Linked DNA regions of Mus musculus: regions 2 and 3 are each linked to region 1. A link is a contact called in public capture Hi-C data. All regions are on one chromosome and are shown on one strand. The core of a region is the stretch at or near the end of the contact, and the rest is flanking DNA. Distances in the headings are between cores, read along the strand shown. Region 1 has its middle 26 kb from the start of Zfp217. Region 2 overlaps Zfp64 (zinc finger protein 64). Region 3 has its middle 22 kb from the start of Gm52536.

What was found. Capture Hi-C pulls out chosen DNA fragments and counts their contacts.
Region 2: a contact with region 1 is called in a capture Hi-C map of embryonic stem cells, with 5 times the contacts expected there. The contact joins two enhancer-like sites. A contact is called at or near these places in 5 of 39 promoter capture datasets (the HPC-7 cell line, hippocampal neurons, liver and 2 more), 2 of 15 datasets of contacts at CTCF or cohesin (large pre-B cells and pro-B cells), 2 of 484 Hi-C or Micro-C datasets (both in the G1E-ER4 cell line) and 1 of 9 other capture datasets (embryonic stem cells).
Region 3: a contact with region 1 is called in a capture Hi-C map of embryonic stem cells, with 10 times the contacts expected there. The contact joins two enhancer-like sites. A contact is called at or near these places in 3 of 484 Hi-C or Micro-C datasets (embryonic stem cells and palatal mesenchyme), 3 of 115 datasets of contacts at active chromatin or transcription factors (embryonic basal ganglia and embryonic stem cells) and 1 of 9 other capture datasets (embryonic stem cells).

What each region holds. Positions count from the first base shown.
Region 1 is chr2:170,103,037-170,106,643 of GRCm38.p6, reverse strand. No RefSeq gene overlaps it. Among named protein-coding and RNA genes, the nearest start is that of Zfp217, 26 kb to the left of the region's middle. Within about 2 kb of position 1,998, at least 10 of the 459 cell types and tissues checked have an H3K27ac peak or open chromatin away from gene starts, as enhancers often do. A contact at or near this core is called in embryonic stem cells, where this site is marked.
Region 2 is chr2:168,933,549-168,937,155 of GRCm38.p6, reverse strand. It overlaps Zfp64 (zinc finger protein 64), which reads left to right. Exons shown (of 6, transcript NM_009564.2): 5 at 1,694-1,945. Among named protein-coding and RNA genes, the nearest start is that of Zfp64, 20 kb to the left of the region's middle. Within about 2 kb of position 1,840, at least 13 of the 459 cell types and tissues checked have an H3K27ac peak or open chromatin away from gene starts, as enhancers often do. A contact at or near this core is called in embryonic stem cells, where this site is marked.
Region 3 is chr2:169,099,749-169,103,355 of GRCm38.p6, reverse strand. No RefSeq gene overlaps it. Among named protein-coding and RNA genes, the nearest start is that of Gm52536, 22 kb to the right of the region's middle. Within about 2 kb of position 1,890, at least 4 of the 459 cell types and tissues checked have an H3K27ac peak or open chromatin away from gene starts, as enhancers often do. A contact at or near this core is called in embryonic stem cells, where this site is marked.

The DNA of each region.
Region 1 (3,607 bases), core at 749-3,248:
ATGTACCATTGTGGGTGACGCTGTAAGCAGCTGGCCACTCTGAAGCCCAGAGTCTTATCTGGCCAGTGGCAGTGTCTCCTGGTGGCCCAGTGTTTACTCTGAGTTTTGTGGCCTCACCTTTTGTTGTGAATAGACCAGTGTCTTGGGTTCTTTTGTATTATAAAGTTAAAAATATTTCTAAGTGTGTGTATCTGTGTGTGAGCACCCACAGGGGCCCAAGCTGGAGGAGCTTCATGGCGACCCCGGATGGGTGCTCCTGACTACGGCTCTCCAGCCCACCCTTTTTGTTTACTTTAAAAGACTTATTTATAATTACATCACGTGCATGTGAATACCCGATGCGGGCAGTGGGCATTGGATCCTTTGAGGCAGCTGGGATCTGCCCTGTGTGGTTGCTGGCAATTGAACTCCAGGTCCTCTGGAAAAGCCGTAAGTGCTTTTAACCACTGAGCCAAAGTTTCTCAAGTCCTTAATTATGTGCATGTGACTGCGGGTGCCACAGAGGCCAGAGCGTATTCCGTAGAGCAGCAAGCACTCTGAAGGGTTGAGCTCTCTCCACCACGAGAAATGGAGAGGGTTAGAACTCACTTTGAGCAGGGAGAGGGGGAGGGTTTTTATTTTTATTTTTTTCCTTGTTATTTTCATCTTTTAGGGTGTGGAGCACGTGCACACACCCACACACACCCACACACACACACCCCTTACTGAGTTACCCTGCTCTCCAGCTCTTGCCTGTCCACAGTCTAGTCTGACTTTCCCAGTGGTCCGAACAGGGGGTGTTCTGTGTGATAATTAGCACCATGACTTCAGCCCACTCTACATAATGCAGTGCTCCATCTGCATTGACCTTTGTCGTTGTTGCCCCAGAATAGCAAAATTGTTAGAAATTCGGCTTGTCAGGTTTCACTAGACCTGCTGGGTCAGGCACCACGTGGGTGGGGCAGCACCTAGGTCCTTTGCAGGCAGGGACTGGGTTGTCCTAGGATCGGATCCTTCCTGAGGACAGCCATGGACTGGACTCCAAACGGAGCAGAGAGCAGCTGTCTAGATCATAAAGGTGAACAATGTCATCCTGCAGTTAGCTCAAACATACACATCTTTGAAAACTTGCCCTGGTTGTCAGTTGTGGGTGCGGGGGCAAGGGAATGGTCTTTGCTCCTGCTGGAGCCATTGGTGGTGACACTTAATAGTTTTAAGGGAAGAGCCTGCAGATCTTGTTTTGCTATTTCCCCCAGCGGCATCAGAAACCCAGTTTAATTTAGAAAAAGAACAAACCAGGCTGAGAAGGTTGCCAGAGTACTTGCTTAGAGCGTTAAGCCCTGGCAGGGGAGAGCTATGGTGGGCATGTCCAACATACATTGTTATTAGACCGAAGGAGGCTTTGTCTCCTTGATGGCGTCCTTGATGGCATCCTTGATGGCGTGCCTATGTCAACAGCAGGCATTCCAACAGCGTCATTCACTCCGGTCTGCTCACTACCTGTTAGGATGCCTCCACCTTCTGCCTAGCAGTGGAAGCGGGCAAGTTGTCCTGTGGCGGCTCATCCCCAGAATCCCAGCGTGTGGGAGGTGGAGGCAAAAGGACCGGGAGTTTAAGCCTGGTCTGTCTCAAAAAGACAACAGACCAGCCAGCCACCAATAAAAACCCCAGTAGATGGTCCTGGAGGGGAAAACTTTCTAACCCTGAGAGGAGGAGCCTCTGGTCCTCCATGCAGCAGTGTGAGAGTTGAACCTGTCTCTTCTGCTCTACCATGCCTCCTCCTGTCTGTCACTTAAAAAGATGATCCCAGGGTTCTGTTCCGAGTACCCTGCAGCTCACAAGCCAAGGGTTGATGCCCGCCTGCATGAGGGCTTTGTATGTATGTATGTATGTATGTATGTATGTATGTATGTATGCATGTGCACCTGTGTGCGTGGTGCTTGAGGCCTGAAGAGAGCATGCGATCCCTTGGAACTAGAGTCACAGATGGTTGTGAGCCACCACGAGTGGGTGCTAGAAGCTGAGCTCTTCCTCCGGAAGAACAGCCAGTGCTCATGACCACAGAGCCATCTCTCCATCCTGTAGGGCTTGGTGTGTGCACGTGTGTGTGTGTGTGTGTGTGTGTGTGTGTTTGCCAGGTATGGTGGCTTAAGCCTTTAATTCCAGCATCCAGAAGGCAGAGGCAGGTGGATCTCTGAGTTCAAGACTAGCCAGGTCTATAGCTCTAGTTCCAGTACAGCCGGGGCTGTACAAAGAAACCCTGTCTCAATTCACCCCCCCCACCCCAATTTAAAATTTGTTTTAATCTCTTTTTTTGGGGAGGGGGGCAGGGTCTTAATGCAACTCAGGGTGGCCTTAGACTATCATGTAGCTGGGGACAATCTTTATTGGCCTCCACCTTGACTGATGGTTGTGGCTCAGTTGCTATCTTATTCTGTCCAAATTAATACACTCAAATCTTACAACTGTGATACAGGGTTGTGTTTTAAGTTTCCCTATGTGTCTGACATTTTTGCTAATACGTATCAATCTCGTAAGTTTAGGAACGGGCCAAAAATCTTTCAGTCCAAGTGAACGGAAGCTTCAAACCTTTGCCACACGGTGGCGCTGGCATCAGGCACATGGCACTCTGTGGCTGCTCCTTCCTGGTGCTGAGAGTTCTGTGTGACCAGAGTGATGTGGCTTTGGGTTTTCGAGAGGATGCACAGTGGCTCTGGCAGCCAATCCTGTCCGCGAGTAGTATTTTTCACAGCCCTTGCCATCCTGATGAAATTGCTCTCAATAAAAAAAATCTACCAAGTCAAATAGTCTGTCAATGGTTCAAATCCCCCAATAGTACTGAAGTCTGGATAGTGGAAAATAAGGATCTACATTCACCCTTCCTCCACTGCCTTTTCTCCTGATTGGATGACTGTACGAGCTTGTGTGGTGTGTGTTTGTGAGTGTATGGGAGAGTGTGTGAATGAATGTGTGTGTGCATGTATGTGCATGTGTGCTTGTGTGTGGTGGTGACCTTTGCAGAGCTTCAACTCGTGTCTAGTCACTCTTGCGTTTGAATCTTCTCCATTTCAAAGGCACTTGGTGAGGTGGTAGAAGGATTCGGGAGGATCAGGAGGTCAAGGTCAAGGTCAAGGTCAAGGTTGGCTACTGAGCATCTTTGAAGCCAGCCAGTGCTACACTGCTGTTTGTCCCAAAACCAACTCCCATTCTCACACACAAAATGCCAAGCAAACCGAACAACAACCAAAAACAGCTTAGTTGGCGAGTGCCTGGTAACAGGCAAACCCTAGGTCCCATCCTCAGAACCACATTCTCTGGGTTTGGAGTTGTGTGGTATAAAGGGTTATCATCTGAGCCAGACCACTGCCATGTTCAAGAGTTCAGCTCAGCACAACAAACTTGAAGCTTTTGGGCCTCAAACTCCCCGCATAGGCATTACACAAGCCTCTACCTCCCGGGTGCTGGGATTACAGGCATGCACTGTGTTGCTAAAATTCCTTCCTTTTGGGAAAATTCCTTCACTACTCCTGAGGACCCAATGACAAACCAAGGTGTGATTCCAACAAAGTTCACCCCGAGGGTGAGGGATTAACAACAGGTGTGTGGGTGATCTTAAACAGCCACACTG
Region 2 (3,607 bases), core at 591-3,090, 1.2 Mb after region 1:
GCAGGCCAGAAGAGGGCACCAGATCTCATTATACTTATAAGCCACCATGTTGTCGCTGAGAATGGGAACTCAGGACCTCTGGAAGAGCAGCCAGTGCTCTTAACCTCTGAGCCATCTCTCCAGCCCCCTAGTCCCAGCTTTGTAAAGAGGATGAAACAAAACAATCCTCAGATAGGACCTTGGATGTCAGGGGCTGGGGGCGTGGTACAGGGGCGGGGCTCAGGCTGTTTGTCGCTAATTTGACATGCAGGAGGTTCTGGCTTCCATCCTTAGAAAGGCATCAATGGGACTCGATGGTCCACGCCTGAATTCCCAACGCCCTGGAGATAGATTCGGGACTGTCAGAAGTTCAGTGTCATTTTTGGATTCTTAGCAAATTCAGAGCCAACCTGAGACTTTGTCTCAAAAAAATAAAAAGACATAAGCTGGCAAAGTTTTTTGTACTAAATGAAAAATAAGCCCATATACAAAAGTTAATTAATTAAAAAGAGGTGGGACTGTAACCCAGTTATAGAACACTTGGCTAGCAATCCCAAGACCCTAGCTCATTCCCTAACAACACACACACCTACTGCACTGGGCTGGTGAGATGGCTTAGTGGGGCTTCCTGACAAGTCTGAAGACATGAGTTCGATTACAAGATCCACACTGGTAAGGGGAAAAGAACCAAGTTCTGCGAGTTGCCCTCTGACCTCCACACATGCCCTGGTCACACACACACACACACACACACACACACTAAATAGGGACGATACAGATCATAGCCATTGCTCAAGCAAGGGTCAATGTGTTAGATTAAGCTGCTGTAACAGAGAAACCTAAACAGCACCTAGACAAGATGGCTGTTTGTCTGTCCTTCACATAACTGCACGGAGCGATCAGGCAGTTGAGGAAGGCAGGCCACTGTGGCTCAGATCTGGGAAAAGCGAATGGATATAAAAGATGGCTGTTTCCCATTGCATTAACGTCCTTCAGTGTGTGTGTTTGTGTATGGCAAAAAAAAAATAGTACTTTAGGATGGGAAAGAATTAAATATCAAAATATGCAGTTAAAAACTGTCAGGTATGGTGGATGCACACATTTAATCCCAGCACTTGGGAAGGCAAGTCTCTGTGAGTTCAGGCCAGCCTGGTCTACATGGTGAGATCCTGTCTGAAAATGGGAAAAAGGGGGGGCGGGGAATAATATGATAACCAAAGTTAGGAAGATGATAAACGTTGAGCTAGGTGGACAGAACATTTATACCAGACCCTGTAAGGCTTAGGGAACATCGAGTATCGGGGGCAGAAATACCATCCACGCCAGAAGAGGAGCAGAAAGCTGCTTTGTTTTAAAGCCTGGGTAGCGAGGCACGCCTGTAATACCAGAACTCTGGACTCGAAGGCAGGGAAACTAAAGCCAGCCTGGATTACATAACAAGTTTGAGACGTCTGGAAACAACAAAATATTTTTGCTTATTTATTTAGTTGCTGTGTGCTTTTAATTAATAAGGAATTCATACTCATCTTAGGGGGGGAAGCTTGAAAATTCTAATAAGCAATGCAGCGTAGCCACCACCCTTGCCCCGTGCCTGTGAGGTCTCTAAGCAACCTCACAGCCTGCGGGTTAGTCCCCTTCTAAGGTTGGGAAGCAAATATTAACCTTTCGGTCTTGCTTCCCCGCCGCTGCCCGCGGCTCGCGCGTGCACCGGAAGGTGACAAACCCCACAAGTGTGAGGTGTGCGGGAAGTGCTTCAGCCGGAAGGACAAGCTGAAGACGCACATGCGCTGCCACACGGGCGTCAAGCCCTACAAGTGCAAGACGTGCGACTACGCGGCGGCGGACAGCAGCAGCCTTAACAAGCACCTGCGCATCCACTCGGACGAGCGACCCTTCAAGTGCCAGATCTGTCCCTACGCCAGTCGCAACTCCAGCCAGCTCACCGTGCACCTGCGCTCGCACACGGGTAAGCAGCGGTGCGCTTCCAGCGGGCTCCTGCCTGCCAGGGGGCAGAGGGGGAAGGAGCTGGGGCTGGGGCTGGGGCCTGGTGGGCAGAGCACTTACCCAGCATGCACCGGGCCGCATCCTCAGCACCTTTAAAGGCACACCGCCTGTAACCGTAACACTGGAGAAGTGGAGGCAAGAGGATCGGGGGTTTTAGGCCGATCTGCACTATATGAATACCTGGTCTCCTTTTGGAAAATATGATTTTTATAATTATTATTTTTAATTCACAGCCTGGAGGTGTGACTGCCTTGGCAGTACAAAGCCCTGGGTGCCATCCCTAGTTACCACATAAACCAGGCGTGGCCAACCTGGGCTGTAAGAAAACCCTGTCTCTATAAACTACATTTTTAAAAATCACTGTTACTGTTGTTACCATTTTTAATTCAGGGGCTGGGGATGTGACTCCGTTGGTGGAACACTTGTGTGAAGCCCCGAGTTCAGTCCCCAACACCACATAAGCCAGGCATGGTGGAAGGAGCCTCCCTACTCAAAAGGCGAGGGCAGGAAGATCAGGAGTTCAAGGCTTTCCCTTGGCTGCATACAGAGCACAAGGTCAGCCCAGGCTCCGTGAGACCCTGTCTCAAAGAAACAATTTAAAAGGAGCTACGGTGGTCGCCCATCCTCTTCCCTACCACACCGTCCCAGTAACGGCGGAGCCGTTGTCGAGTTGATAGTTTTCTGTGTGTTTTTATGTAATTGTATAGTGTGGGGTTGAGGGACTATATATAGTCTGTGGAATAGATGCAAACAATGTGCTGTTAATTCATAGTCGTCTGCCTTGCAGTCCGTCAGTTCAGGCATTTTTAGATGATGCGCTCAGGGGTTAAGAGCACTGACTGCTCTTCTGAAGGTCCTGAGTTCAAATCCCAGCAACCACATGGTGGCTCACAACCATCCATAATGAAATCTGATGCCCTCTTCTGGGTGTCTGAAGACAGCTAAAATGTACTTAGATATAATAATAAAGAAGTCTTTAAAAAAAAAAAAAAGAATAGTTAGTGCACCTGGATCGCAAAGCATACAACGAGGGCTGAGGACGGACGTCACTCCGTGGTGACACTTGCCTGCCTGTGAGAGACCCCGGGCTGTGTAGACTCAGCTCTGCAAAACACAAACACACACACACAGCAAAGCCAGTAGAGCCAGAGGCTCTGATTACATAGTAGTGCTTCTTTTGGCTTATGTATCAGTAAGGTAAGCTAATGAGACAGCGGGCCCTCCTCACAACCATGTCTGGATGGTGGGTCGCAGCAGATATCACTTACCTGCCTCAGGGTAGCAGGAGTTGCTATTGATGTTGACTCAGATTAGCCACACAGGTAAGAAGGCTGGCACGTCTGCCTGTCTCTGCTGGGGGCAGCTGGATTGTGGGCTGGGCAGGTGTGTGCTGGTCTCAGCTGGGGTGACCAGGCAGTGGCTGGCCCAGGCTTGGCTTCATCATCATCACCATCACTATCACCATCATCACCACCACAGAGGAACAAGCAAGCAAGCCCAGTGGGGAAGCCCAATGAATCTTGTGGTTGTATGTGTTCACAAGCAATACAGTGGGCCTAAAGCAGGACACAGGGGTCAGGGACGGGATTGAGCTTAGCCATGGGCCAGGCCACCATCAGATTAC
Region 3 (3,607 bases), core at 641-3,140, 1.0 Mb after region 1:
CAGCCAGGGCTACACAGAGAAACCCTGTCTCAAGAAAAAAAAAAAAAAAGAGGAAGAGACAGAACTGTATGTAGAGTTTCTGCTGTGAAGACAGGCGTGGCATCCTCAGGGCCAAGTGTGCACTGCCATTCCCCAGAGTGACCCCCCAGATGGCCCTCAGGCCCTGCGAAGGAGCCAGCCATGGTTGGAGCCAGCATAGGAAAGAGGGATTGTTAGACGGGCTAACACTGGCTGTCTTCACTTTGAAGAGGCTGAAACCTGCTCGTTATTCGGTTCACAAGGCTGGGTGCCTGGGCAGTCTCAACCTTGTTCTGAAGGCCTGGAGGATGCCAGCAAAGGCCCCTGTCTTCAGTCCATGTCGGAAGCCTGAAGGAGCTGCAGTCTCCTGTGAGGAAAGGACATGTCTTTCATGAACTTCCACTTTCCACACAGCCTGCTAACTTCTATCTATTAGGTGTTGGTTGGGTGGCTTTGGTTGGTTGGTTGGTTGGTTGGTTGGTTGGTTGGTTGGTTGGTTGGTTTTGGTTGGTTGGTTGGTTGGTTTTGGTTGGTTGGTTGGTTTTGGTTGGTTGGTTGGTTTTGGTTGGTTGGTTGGTTTTGGTTGGTTGGTTGGTTTTGGTTGGTTGGTTGGTTGGTGGTGGTAGTGGTTGTTGTTTTGTCTTTGGTTTTTCAAGACAGGGTTTCTCTGTGTAGCCCAGGCTATATTGGAACTTGATCTGTAGACCAGGCTGTCCTTGAACTCACACAGATCCACCAGCCTCTGCCTCCTGAGTGCTGGAATTAAAGGTGTGGGCCACAACCACCTGGCTTCTGTTTTAAAATACCATTTCTTCCCTTATTGCATTTACCAAATAGTTTTTCTTCCACATTCACAAATAGGAACTGAGACATAGCCAAGCCACCATTCATATTTATTGAGAAAGTCTAGTTTCCAGTTGAGAACCATCTTCCCCATCCCTTGAGGGCCCTCTACTTCAGCCTCCATAGCTCCTGTCATTTTGTTGCGTCTGGAGTTGTTCTTCTGGCTGTTGTTAGTTTCACCGGCATGTTTATATCTACGAGATCAGAAGTGGAAATTACATAAAATCTGAGGCCAGTTAAATAACCCCAATATCGTTCTAATATACCATTCAGTCGTAGTAACCAACTGCCCCATAAGGGCGTGTTAAGAATCAGCAAACTGGCAGAGCCATGAATAAACCAGTTTCTGCAGGTTTCAGTCACTGCTGTATTTCCATGGCCCAGCACATGACTAACGACTCAGAGAATAAACATTGCGGAGTGGTGGGAAGGAGGAACTAGAAAGCTGCCTGGTGCGTGCAATCACAGACTCCCTGGAACCCACGGGAGGAGTCAGTGCTGCTCAGAGGCATGCATGCTGTGGAGACTTACTGGAGAACACAAGAAGGGAAAGCCTAGAAGATTCTCTCCCCCAAGGGTTCTGGAGAAGTTCTAACCATGTTCACTCTGGAAACACTTCCGTGAGTCACCAGTTTTTCGGGATAAAGGAAATTCAATCTGGATTGAGGGCAAAGAATGCCTTCTACGGCCAAGATGGGAGGTGTTTCCTGAAGAGCAAACAAATGTCCCGGACCTTCCTACTGCTGTGGTAGACAGATAGGAAGAGGAAATGGGGGCAGGGCATGCTGGAGTTCAAGGGTAGGGCCCTGCATTGCCTGTGTAAAACCCTGGATTCTATCCAGTATCAAATAAAACTGGGGGAGGGTACTGCCTTGTGATCCCAGCACTTGGGAGAGAGAGAAAAGAGGACCGGGGGTTCACAATTATCCTTGGCTACATTGGAGGTCAGCCTGGGCTACATGAGATCCTGCCTCAACAGACAGAGCGGGAGCACAGTGGAGATACTGAGCCGGCAACAGGATGGGGTCAAAGTTCATGCAGCGTCTGCTTCCCCTCTCCAACAGGGACACCATCGCCCTCCCTCAAGATCCTATAAACAAGTGAGAGAAGCGCACCTTGGTCAGCAGCATTGACGTTTACTCTGTCTTTCTATAAGAAGAAAGAAAAAAAAAAAAAGAAACAAAAAAACTTTTCAAAGTACCTGATCGTACTGATCTATAAGGAAATTAAAACGTCGCTCCCTCTAGGCAAAGTCATATTCAAATTTTTAAAAAAAATGGGCTTTTTCTTCTCTGTGTTTGTGTGCCAACTTTGGGGGTCATCCCTCAGATGCCTTCCCCCTTTGGCTTGAGAAGTAGCCTCTCACGGACCTATAATTCTCCATGTAAGCTAGGCAGGCAGCCAGGGAAGCCCAGGGGTCCTTCTGCCTCTGCCTCCCCAGTGCTGGGATTGCAAGCATGCACCACCATGCCTGGTTTTTCACATGGGTTCTGAGGATGGAAGTCTAGTCCTTGTGCTTGCAAGGCAAATATTTCACCAAATGAACCATGGCCTCAGACACCGCCAACCCCTGGCCCACCCCCACCCCCACTCCCCCACCCACCCACCCCACCCACCCCACCCCCCCACCCCCGTCACCAGTCTCCAGCCCCACCTACGCCTCCCCCATCCCTCCCCTGCCTCTCCCACACACCACCACCACCCCACCCGCCCCCGCATATTTTAATTGGAGTAGACTCTGGCTTACAGTCTTTTGGCCTCTGGCATCAGCCTCGGTTCACGGTAGGGTCACGTCCTCAGCACCCCCACCACAACCCCGCCTCTGCCACTGAAGCTCAGGTCTGAAGGCAGAAATTCTCTCCAATAACATCTCCTTTGACTTGGAGGATGTAACTCAAAATCACATCGGGTGGAGTTTTTTAAGTCTGGAACTAGGAAACCCGGGGTCACAGCAGCAGTGTCCCAGCCTCCTTCCACCCTGTCATTTCTCCATATAATTTTCCTTCCCATGACCATCAAGTGGTCCAAAACTGTTGCTGGAAGTACCCGCTGCCATCAGGTATCATACGATCCGGAAGAATGGAAGGAGAGAGGCATAGAGTCGGCTCCTTTTAAATATATTCCCACATAATTAAACAAAAACTTAGATTCACAGCCCCAGTGTGCTGCAAAGGACTCTGGGAGGACTTGCTACACTGGGGGCTGTTTTGTGGTACTGAATAACTGAAGGTCAAGTCTAGGGAATACGGGGAGGGGCGGTTTCAGGTAAGGAAATTATCGGTTCTCCCACTCACTCCAGTATGGCTTATGCCCAGTTTTAATTTGTCTTTCTCTGCCTCTCTTTAAGTGCTAAGAAAAATAATGAGATATCTAAAGTTTTCTGAAACCCTGAAACCGAACTCATTTACCTTTATAATTTTCTATTAATCTCCTCCCCGAATTCATTTTGCATTTAATTCCGGTCTCCAGCACTTTAATTCCGTCGCTTCAGCCTTCACACATTAGCGGTCTCCGTCTTGTCAGACTTTCTCCTCTCTCTTATGTTCATTTATTTGAACTTTTAGTGGTCTTCTAGCCGATCCTTTATCCTTTTTATTACGAGAGCATGAAATTTTATAATCCCCGGGAGCTTTGTTAGTCAGCTGCTGCAAGGCTCTTAACCCCGGCTAATTTATTCCTTCATTTTTGACTTTCAGATCTGAAGCACGCCTTAATATTTTGTTTTTGAATATGAAAGTAACTTTTA